Linked DNA regions of Sus scrofa: region 2 is linked to region 1. Evidence: chromatin contacts called from public Hi-C data. All regions are on one chromosome and are shown on one strand. The core of a region is the stretch at or near the end of the contact, and the rest is flanking DNA. Distances in the headings are between cores, read along the strand shown. Region 1 overlaps COL26A1 (collagen alpha-1(XXVI) chain). Region 2 holds the start of PRKRIP1 (PRKR-interacting protein 1).

What was found. Hi-C and Micro-C count contacts between places; a contact is called where the count stands out from the background.
Region 2: a contact with region 1 is called in a Hi-C map of omental adipose tissue, with 2.3 times the contacts expected there. The contact joins the promoter of PRKRIP1 here to the enhancer-like site in region 1. A contact is called at or near these places in 14 of 47 Hi-C or Micro-C datasets (alveolar macrophages, blood, embryonic fibroblasts and 9 more) and 1 of 2 datasets of contacts at active chromatin or transcription factors (alveolar macrophages).

Annotation. Positions count from the first base shown.
Region 1 is chr3:9,155,261-9,160,865 of Sscrofa11.1, forward strand. It overlaps COL26A1 (collagen alpha-1(XXVI) chain), which reads left to right. Exons shown (of 14, transcript XM_021086264.1): 10 at 31-83; 11 at 2,766-2,801; 12 at 3,972-4,022. Among named protein-coding and RNA genes, the nearest start is that of MYL10, 40 kb to the right of the region's middle. Within about 2 kb of position 2,896, at least 1 of the 83 cell types and tissues checked has an H3K27ac peak or open chromatin away from gene starts, as enhancers often do. A contact at or near this core is called in omental adipose tissue, where this site is marked.
Region 2 is chr3:9,720,610-9,725,777 of Sscrofa11.1, forward strand. It overlaps PRKRIP1 (PRKR-interacting protein 1), which reads left to right and starts at 3,379. Exons shown (of 7, transcript XR_002342313.1): 1 at 3,379-3,560; 2 at 4,238-4,316.

The DNA.
Region 1 (5,605 bases), core at 1,646-4,145:
CCAGAGGACCATCTGTGACTCTGCTTGCAGGTCCCCCTGGACCACATGGTCCCCCTGGACCCCCAGGCACACCTGGATCCCAGGTAAGGGCTTTCCCATTTCTGGCGGGAGAGGGGGCATTTTCTCCCCAGGGAGAGAGGAGCAGGGCTTCTAACCAGCACAGCTGCTCAGGAGGACCCAGCTCGCCTGGCCAGTCCCCACATGGGCCCAGCAAGCGCAGGATCTGGCCTTGTTAGCAGCAGCGGCCCTTTGCTGCCCACTCTGCCTGTGCTGGGAGGTGTTAACGTCGCTCCCATTTCATAGAGCAGCCAACTGAGACCCAGATGCCGCCACCAGAGGATCACGGAATGTCCATCCTGGCCCCTCGCCCCTCTCCAGTGAGAATCACCTGTGAGGGGTCACTCTGAAGCCTGACACATGGCCCTGAACCCCAGCTTGCTCTGCCCCCCAGCTGTGTGACCCGGGCAGAAAGAGCCTCTCTGGGCTCCAGCTCCCTTGGTTGCTGAGACAGGGAGTACAGCTTCTCCCTCGTGGATTGTCACAGGGAGTGAAAGAGAGTAAGGCGCAGGTGGAAGTGCCTCGTGCTGCAGGAGCCCGGGGGCCTGAGGGGAAGAGTCGCGCAGAGGAGGGGGAATGGGGCCTGAATGCAGAGGCAGAAAGGGTGGCGTTTGGGGCTGTCCTACCACATGGAGCTTCCTGCGGCCCCTGCTCTGAGGGCTCCGCAGTCCCTAGAGCTCGGGTGAAGTGGGGTGGCTGAGAAGTGCCCCCTCACCCTGCCAGGGAGGTGGATCTGGTGGCCCTGTGAGTCCCCTTAGTCATTTAACACACATTCCCAAGCACAAGGTGGGCGCCAGCCACGCCGCGGGCCAGCTCACTAGAGACGATGTTCTAGGCGTCAGAGAACCCGTGTCCTACGGCTCCGGATCTGCTCTCTGCTGTTTTCCCCCCAGGAGGGTGCGGCATGGAGGAGAAGGGCTGGGGGGGGTGCCCTGGGCATGACCGGGCCAGGCCCCATGCAGCGTAGGGCAGAGGGAGGGTGGACGTGGCACAGACCAGGCTGGTGGGCAGGGCCCGGGCTGGGCAGAGGCCACAGAGGGTGCAAAAGGCCCTCGGGCCTGATCTGCTCCTGAGTCCGGTGGGGCGGGCAGGTAAGCAGGAGCCTGAGTTCCCCAAGAGCACCCTCTGGCTCCTTGGACCCCTGGCCACTGGGCCTGGAGAGAGAGGGTGGGGGCAGGCGAGAGAGAATGACAGTGACAGAGACCCTGTCTCTGGTGCACTGCTGGTCTCCCTGCTCTGTGGGGTGAGGGCTGCAGAGGCCCCGGGAACTGGGGGAGGTTGGCAGGAGGAGACTGGCCGAGCTCCACACGCCCGGAGCTCTGTGCCAGCAACGCGACCTCTCCTGGCTCCCCGGGTCTGCCAGTTTCCAGCGGGGTGACCCTGAGCAAGTCACTGATCCCCTGGGCCTCCGTTTCCCCATCTATGAAATTAGAATAAAAGTCCCATCCGGGCAGGTTTGTTGTGAGAAATAATGGGGAAAGTAGATGGAAAATGCCAGGTCCCGAGGAGACCCTTAATAAATGCCCTTCACTAACCAACTATGTCCTGGGGTCTCACTTGCGTCAGACACTGTGCTGGGCACGAGAACAAAGTCAGGATCCCTGCCCCCTGGTAGCTGCCAGTCTAACAGGGGAGGCACAGGTGATAGAGTAGCTGGGAAGGCATCTAAGGTGACAGGAGGGGGGTGACTGACAGGCGGAGGTGAGACTTCAGCTGAGACCCAGGGAACCAGAAGGAGCAGCCATGCGAAGATGTGAGGAGCATGCCAGGTAGAGGGTCGAGCAAGTGCAAAGGCCCTGAGGCAGGGAAACGCCCAGCACACACGGAGCAGAGAGCGTGGGGTGAGGTGAGGTGGGGAAGCAGGCTGATGTGTGGGTTGGAGTCACAGTGGAGAGGGGGCCAGGCACGTTTCAGGACCGGAGAGTCCGTGACCTGATTTACAGCTTGCGGAGGCCCCGCTGCTGCAGGAGGTGGGGAGGGTGGGGGAGGGGGGAGTGGAGCAGGGAGACCAGCAGTGCGGAGGAAATGACAGAGGGGACGGACACCTTTAGAAAGTGGACCTGACAGGTCTGGCTGATGGGCTAGGTCTGGGGGTGGGGGACGGAAAGCGAAGGTTACTCCGAGGTGTGCGGGAGCAGCTGCAGAGCCACGGAGCCATTTCTGAGAAGAGAGACTTCCGGGTGGGGCGGCGGGTCTGGGGTGGTGGGGGGAGTTCTGCTTTGGAGAGGTCGAATGAGGGCACCTCAGGTAGGGGTGCTGGAGCAGTCAGGTGGGGGTGCTGGAGGATGGCTGGACCCACGGGTCTAGGGATCCCAGAAGCCTTCCGTCTGGGCCCAGCACTGACTGGGGGGGGGGTCTATGCATGGAACCCTCTGATCCCTGTTGTTGTCACTCATTCTCTCCACGAGCTGGGGGTTGGGTGCTTTGCCCTCTGGTCCCTTCTCTGAGTGGTAACCAGGCTCGGCATTGCCCCATTTCATAGAAAAGAAGATGGAAGCTCAGCCGAGGCCCAGGGTCACACACCGGCCAGTGGAGGGGGCTCCAGGACGGGGAGGCCCCCAGCCGTGGCCCTTCCATTTCCTCTGTGCCATCCTCCTCCCATCCTAGTTTTCATATTTCCGGATCCCAGTGCCAGGGGAGGGTCAGGGGAGGGCTGAGGGCTTGGCCAGGGCAGGCGAGGCCTAATGGCTCTGTTTGCTTTTTGGCAGGGCCTGGCTGCAGAGCACAGCGTGATGGGGCCGTCTGTAAGTGCGGGGCGCTGTGGAGGGGCCACCCCCAGGGCGATGGGCTCTGGGGCAGACCCAGGGCATCAGGTGGGTGGGCCTCCGCCCCGGGCAGCCTTGCTGAGCCCAGCCCCACAGCCCCCACAGGCGCGGCCTCACCCAGCCCAGCCTGGACCGGGCAGAGGGACAGAAACAGGCAGTCTGAGTGCTGTCCCAGCCGCCCAAGTTGAGAAGGGGTGACCTTGAGAGGCGGGAGCCCCCTCACTGGGTGTAAGAAGTCAGGCCTGAAGTGGCCTTCTGTTGGGGGGCTTGGGTCAGAGTCCTGAGGTCGCTTCTGCAGAGCCAGGCCCCTGGGCCCACGTGCTGTGTGACCTGCAGATCCTCGCCTTCTCTGAACATGTCTGTCTACAGACATAGACAGCGACCTCTAATGTCCCTTCTTGGAAATAAGAATTGCTGAGTGTCAGCCCTGGTCCCCAGGGCCAAGGAGGTGGGCGAGTCTCATGTCAGGGGCGTGGGGCTGGGGCAAAGGGGCGGATCTTTGCGGAGCGCCTTCTGCGTGGAGGTCCTCTTCATCCACAGTGTGTTTAAGCTTCACAGTGACCCCGGGAGATGGCGCTTTAGTCCTCCTATTTGCCAGAACAGGCTGCGAAGGCTCAGAGAGGTTAAGCAATTCGCCCCGGGTCACACAGCTAGACAACAGTAGAGCCAAGATTTAAACCCAGGAGTGTTAGCCTCCAAAGCCGTACTTTTCCCAAGCTTCTTAGCAATATGGACTTTTTAGATCCTCCTAATAGCTCTACAAAGCAGCCTGTTATTACTTCCATTTTTGAGATGAGACAACTGAGGCACAGAGAGGTAAAGTAACTTGCTCAAGGTCACACAGGAATAAGTGGCCACCTGGCTTTTTATTTTGAGACCAATATTACTGGCCCCTCCAGAGTCAGGAACTCAGAGTCCCGAGACGCAGAGGAAGGGCTGAGACATGAGCTCATGGGGTTCCAAGCCTCACTCCTTCCTCCCTAGAAACAGTATTAAGCCCCTAAAATCAATCCTATGCCGGGCTGTGCAGGGGTCCCTGCAGCCTTGGCCGTCCCCTGCTCTGCTAACCCCCAGGTCTGCGGGAGAAGCTGGGGAGGGTGGAGGGGTGTCCTGCCCCGCACCCATTGTGACTGCGTGACTTTCTTCCCAGGGGAGCCTGGCGGGAAGGCGGAAGAGGAGGACAAAGCCACCGCTGCGGAGGTAACTGCACTCGAGGCCCTTCCCAGTGCTTCCCTCCTGCCCCTGGGCTGAGTCTTAGCAGGAGAGCTGTACTGACACCATTGGTCCGAGCCTGGCACTGGCCATGGGATGAAGGGGGGGGTCCCAGCCCCGGGGGGGCGGGGACAGATGAGTCAGTCGTGACTGCATCTCAGTGTGAAGTTGGCTGCAAGGGGGTAGCACAGACGGTGACTGGCCAGGGCCTGAGAGGGCCCGAGGAACACAGACCTGCAGAACCGTTTAAAGGAGGCTTCAGGCTGTGGGGTTCTTTTCCAGGGACAAGACTCTCCCTTGACAGTGCGTGGCTTACAGTCGTGCCCAAGGCCACGGTGCTGTGAGGGATACGTGGGCAGGTGGCAAGCTGGCTGGCGGATGTGGGAGAGGCTGGGCACACACAGGAGCCAGGATAAGAGGGGGCGGGGCAGGGCCACCTCTGGAGCACAAGCTAGGCTGTGGGGACCCACGCCTTCTGGGAGGAGGAGCGGAGCCTGGGACCAGGGTGATGGATAAAGCGGGCGAAGGCCGTGGGGCCAGCAGGGGAGGCCGTGGAAGCTGAGAAGGAGCCCCCTGGGTGTGTCAGAGCTCAGCGGGCCGGCCAGCCCCTTAAGTGAGTGAGCTGGGGGAGGCTCTAAGCCGGGGAGGTGGGAGGTGGGCCACTAGGGGAGGCTGGGGGGATGAAGCTGGGGCCCAGGGATCTTCCAGGACTGGGAGCAGGGGGAAGAGGCTGGAACCAGGGCAGCCGTGGTGAGCACAGGCGGCAGTGGGAGGAAGATGTGGTGGCTGGGGTCATTTGCTGTGGGAGACCGAGAGGCACCCACGACGTCCCCAGCCCATTTCAGAAGAATGCATTCTGGGACTGGGGACACCCCCATCCCAGTTGCTACTCACAGCCAGGCATCTCCTGGCCTTTGATGGGAAGACCTCTCTCTTATAACTCAGTAGCATGTGCTTGGGTTTTCCTTCTTTCTTTTTTTTAATTTTTGTCTTTTTAGGCCCACACCTGCAGCATATGGAAGGGCCCAGGCTAGGGGTTGAATGGGAGTTGCAGCTGGCAGCCACAGCTACAGCAACTCGGGATCCAAGCCACGTCTGCAACCTGCACCACAGCTCACGACAAACGCCAGATCCTTAACCCACTGAGGGAGGCCAGGGATTGAACCAGTGTCCTCATGGATACTAGTCAGATTTGTTACTGCTGGGCCACAATGGGAGCTCCACTTTGGTTTTCTTTTAAGTTCAGCTAATCTAAATGTCGCAACAGAGCTGTCATGTTCTACCAGCAAAAGGTGCCTGTCGGCTGCTGACTCCAGGGCGGGGCCTTGTCTCTCTGCCACCACCTTTTTTTCAAAGTGGCCGTGTCACCTGTCTTCTCAATTAATCAGCTCATTCAGGTGTCTGCACGCACGAGGTCCTTTGCCCCAGTGTAGGCCAGGTCCCAGGAATGCAGACAGCCTGTCGTCGTCCGCTCCTGCCGGCATTCCGGACGCCTCCGCTCCATCTACTCTCGTGCTTACAGGGGTGGCCGCACAGGAGACTGTTGGGTGGGCAGTGCCAGGAAGGAAACA
Region 2 (5,168 bases), core at 2,129-4,628, 570 kb after region 1:
AAGCTGCATCTGCAACTTAAAGTACAGCTCACGGCAACACCAGATCTTTAACCCACTGAGCGAGGCCAGGGATGGAACCTATGTCCTTATACGTTTCCCTTGAGCCATGACGGGACCTCCAAGACTCTCCTGATTTTGGCACTGAAAATCCTGCATCCTGGGAAATCTCTCAGTCTTGGAACCAAACTGGGACAGGTGATCCCCCTGCTATTGAGTGTCAGGCGTTGCTCTGGGCATGGCACATCTGTCACATCATCTTATCCATGGGCCAGTGTCAAGGATGGTTGGTTTGTCCCCATCTTGCACATAAGGGAACAACCTATGTGATGTCAGGTTGCTTGCCCAGCCCACGCTTCAGAGAAGGCAGCAGATCGGCCAGGCTCCAAAGCACTGGTGTCTTCCAGGTCAGTAGGCTTCATTTCCTAAGTGCCCGGTTCTGGGCCTCAGGGGCACCCGCCAGCACGTGGGCCTGCATGGAGCTTTGCTGCCCTCTGGTGGGGAACGGGGATAGCACACCAAGTCTGAGTTCACTCTTGGGCAGCTGGTGGCAGCGCCAGGGTACAGTAGGCACCCTTTCCTCCCAGGGAGCAGGACCTCAAGTCTGGTTTCAGCCCTAGGAGGTTACCACCTGGAGGGCCCCACTAGGGTCTTCTTGGGGAGTCATGGGATCACTCAGGCTCTCACAGACCCAGGGCTAGCTTGCTGGGTTGGAATCCTGGTAACCCTGAGCCAGTCACTCACCCCTCTGGGCATCTCAGTTCCTTATCAGGATGACAAATGTGGGGCTTAGGCACTGAGGTTGTTATTACCAGCTCCTTCACACCCACATGCTTGACTCTCCCCCACCTTCATGCATTCATTCACTTAACTTTATCCAGCAGCTGTCTACCAGGCATCAGCCCTGGGCTGGACCCTGAGCTAGGGGTGCCAAGGAGATGGCTGCCCTCCTGGCTCAGTAACTCTGCACATCCACTGTCTCCCGAGCTCTTTCATTCACGGAGGATCCATTTCTTTACTGAGTGTTCATTCGTTCGTATCACTAACTTCCTCATTCACGCGGTCACCCATTACTGGGTTATCTCATTTGCACATCCATTCATTCTTTATTTTTTCAGACTCCCTCCCTTCCTCCCTCCCTCATTCCTCTGCTCTGCAAGCATTCGGAAGCACCACTCTAGGCTAGCATTGGATGCTGGGATTCTGGCACAGCCCTCTCCCCAGACTTGTGGGTAGACAGATGGCGAGGACACCCTGTGGTAACTACCAGATGCCAGCCATCAGGACCCAGAGCAGCGGGAGCACCAAGAAGGGAGTGACTGGCTGCTTGAAGGAGGAGGAATCTGGGGGTAGTCAGGGAAGGCTTCATGGAGGAGGTGGCATTTACGCCAAGAAAAGGAGAGCGTAGGAGTTCTCCAGGCAGGGAAAGACATTCCAGGTAGTTTTTGTTTTGTGGTGTGTTTGGGAAAAAGGCGCCTGGGTGGCCAGGGTTTGTGATGTAGGATCACGTGGGCATGATCCCCCCGAGACCAAGCCCTCCCTAGGTTCCAATGACCGACTTGGGTCATTCGAAGTCTTGCCCTAATTGAGCAAACTTGGCCCCTGGAAAACCATCCAAGAATGGCCTCAGGGTGCTAATCAAGAACGCTCCAAGCACCCTCCAAGCACCCACCACTTGTCCATCCCAAGGGACTCAGTGGGAGAGCTGTCCTGGGCTGGGCAGGCTGGGCAGGCCACGGTAGCAGTAGCATCATAGTATCTGAGGTGCCTGGCCCCCAAGATCCCATGTTCATCCAGCAAATTTTTTTTTTTTCCACCCCAGGGCATATGGAATTCCCTGGCCAGGGATCGGATCTGAACCATAGTTTTTTTTGTTTTTTTGTTTTTCTTTTTAGGGCTGCACCCTTAGCTTATGGAAGTTCCCAGGTAAGGGGTAGAAACAGAGCTGTAGCTGGAGGCCTAGGCCACAGCCACAGCAATGTCAGATCCAAGCCACGTCTGCGACCTACACCACAGCTCACAGCAATGCTGGATCCTTAATCCACCAAGCAAGGCCAGGGATCAAACCCGCAACTTCACAGTTACTAGTCAGATCAGTTTCCGCTGCACCACAACGGGAACTCCCTGAGCCATAGTTTTGACCTAAGCTGTAGCTGCGGCAACACCGGATCCTTCACCTGCTGTGCAGGGCTGGGATTGAACCTGCGTCCCAGTGCTCCCAAGATGCCGCTGATCCCATTGCGCCACAGTGAGAACTCCCCATCTAGCAAGTGTTTATTGAGTATTGTGCCATAGGCCAGGCCTTGCCCCAGGCACTGGGACTATACCAATGAACAAGACAGAACTTCCACTCTCTATGAGAAATATTCTGAATACCACCAGGAACACACTTATCGTTGAACGAATTGGGCTCAATGCCTCTTTTGAGAAGGAAGACTGCATTTACTTCAGTAAGAGTGTTTAAAAAGACTTAAAGAATTTGGGCCTGGGTCAGGTGATCTGGGGGAGGGTTCAAGCAAGTGGGCTTTTTCTCTGGACTAGATGTCAGGAAGCTGGGACGGCTCTACAATTGCAAGCCTTAGTAAATATTTAAAGTGGGAGGCTAATGCTATAAAGAAGCAGCAGTTACTCATATTAGTCAGAATGGGGAAATGTTTCATATTGTTGGAATCAGACCAAGACTGATTCCAACAATATTCTTGTTTTTATTTGACTTTGAACATGATTACAGAGCAGTCTTGTTTATGCCTTGCTCCATCATGGCCACACAACGGCCTTGCACGATGGCGGTGTTCTGGAAAATTGTTTACGTCCCGCTGAATACCAAGGCCTAGCAGTGAATGCCAGGCCAGCTCCCAGATGTGAGGGGCAGCTACCCTCCTTATCATAAGAAAGCCCGTTCACTCGACCGAGGTATAGTTGCAGGGAGCCAGGTGCAGAGTAATTCGAGGTGAGAAAAGAGAAGCAGTGCCAGTCCTCAGGGAACTCACAGTGACTTGTTCGCGCTGTCTTAAGACTGTCAGAAATGGGAGGAGGAGCGGTCCAGACAAAGGCCCTGGGGGCGGGGGCGGGGGTGGGGGTGGGAGTGGAGGATGCTCAAAGCCATTAGCTGAGCGGCGGCGGAGCCACAGTGCGCGCCACGACTGGAAAGGTCTGCTAGGGCCGGACCCTCGGGCACGCAGGGCCACCTCTCCCCCAGGGGCAAGAGCATTCGCTGCCCTCATTTGCTCAGAAACAGGAAATGAAATCTAGCAGGTTTAATCAATATAACCCCTCTCGGCCTTGGGTTCATGAATATTCAGCAGCCCGCTTCCGGCCGGCAACTCCGCCCCAGCCCCGCCCAGCGAGGAGACTGCGCGTGCGTTGCAGGCGCGCGGCTCTGTCGTCATACGCGCGCCGCCGCTTCCGCCCCTCCACAGGGAGGCTGGAGAGTAGTCATGGCGAGTTCAGCTGCCTCCTCGGTGCGACCGCCCAGGCCCAAGAAAGAGCCGCAGACGCTCGTCATCCCCAAGAATGCGGCGGAGGAGCAGAAGCTCAAGCTGGAACGGCTCATGAAGAACCCGGTGAGACAGAGGGCTGACGGCCCCCCCGAGTCCCACCTCCTTCGGTTCCGGCATCTCCGGACGCCTGCGGGTCCACTTTCCCCCCCTCTGAACTCTAGAACTCAGAACCCGAAATCTAGAGTCAGACCTGAGGAAGAAGTAGGCTGCCCCAAAGATAGTGAGCTCTCTCCTGCCTTTACATTAGAGCCCAGCCTGGGTGAAGGCTTATGGGGTGGCTTCCCGTGCTTTAAGGCTCTTTCCAGTTTAACCGTGTGAAAAGAAGCCTTAAGTTGGAGAGAGAGAATCCGTGGGTTAGCCCAAGGATATTTTTCTCCTAAATAGCACCAGCTGTTAGAGAGGCATTAGCCGAGACAACTGGGGCAAGTCATTCCCCTCAGTCATGAAAATGTTGGATGCGAAGGTCTCTTCCACCTTTGACTAAGAAGGGTTGACTCTCTTCGAATAATAGTTTTTAAAGTCGGAGGTTTCCAGCCCTAAATGATGTCTTACATTTCTGAGGTCTGCCCTGGAAAGTTGTGGGTTGTGATAGAATCCATAGTGTATGGGGAGAAGAAAAGGCAGAGGGAAGAAGAGACACTCGGCTTTGGGTCCAAGGAGCAAAACAACTGTACTTCATTAGTCCAGTTCTTTGTAAAAGCTGTGACTTTGTACATATAAATGCTTTCTGTGTGTTGCAGGACAAAGCAGTTCCAATTCCAGAAAAAGTGAGTGAATGGGCACCTCGACCTCCCCCGGAATTTGTCCGAGATGTAATGGGTAATGTCTTTCGGATGTGGTCTTTAAAGTGTAGATATAAAAACTTTGCAGCTAGTATTTGTTGATTACCTCTCTCATAGGGAGGAAAAAAGTTCACTGATCCAGTATTTCGCTCTTACAGTGAAGGGGTATTGTTGCTATGGCTTGGCATTAGAGTATTTTTTTCTGCATTGTTGTTTTTCTGCTTTGTGTTTTTTGTTTTTGTCTTTTCAGGGCTGCACCCGCCACATATGCAGGTTCCTAGGCTAGGGGTCTAATCAGAGCTGCAGCTGCCAGCCTACACCAGAGCCACAGCACCTCGGGATCCGAGCCATGTCTGCAACCTACACCACAGCTCACGGCAATGCCAGATCCTTAACCCACTGAGCGAGGCCAGGGATCGAACCCACAACTTCATGGTTCCTAGTCGGATTCGTTTCCCCAGCACCACGGCAGGAACTCCTGCACTGTTTTAATAATAATACTCTTTTTTCAAAATTGAAATAGTTTTATGTTGTTGAGTAGTAAATTAACAACTGTAAAGAATAAGTAACAGATGGAGAAAAATTAGAACCACCTGTAATTCTAATGGTCTATTTGTAACATTTTGATTTTTCCTTGCAAATGTCTTTATAGTCAAAAACCACTCAGGCTTAAGAAAAAATGTCTTACAAAAATATGATTGTTCTACACATATTATTTGATAAGCTAACCTACTTTTTTTTTTCTTTTCTTTTTTTTGAGGGCCTTACCCAAGGCATGTGGACGTTCCCAGGCTAGGGGTCGAATTGGAGCTGCAGCTGCCAGCCTACACTACAGCTCACAGCAATGCCAGATCCATTAACCCACTGAGTGAGGCTGAGGATCAAAGCC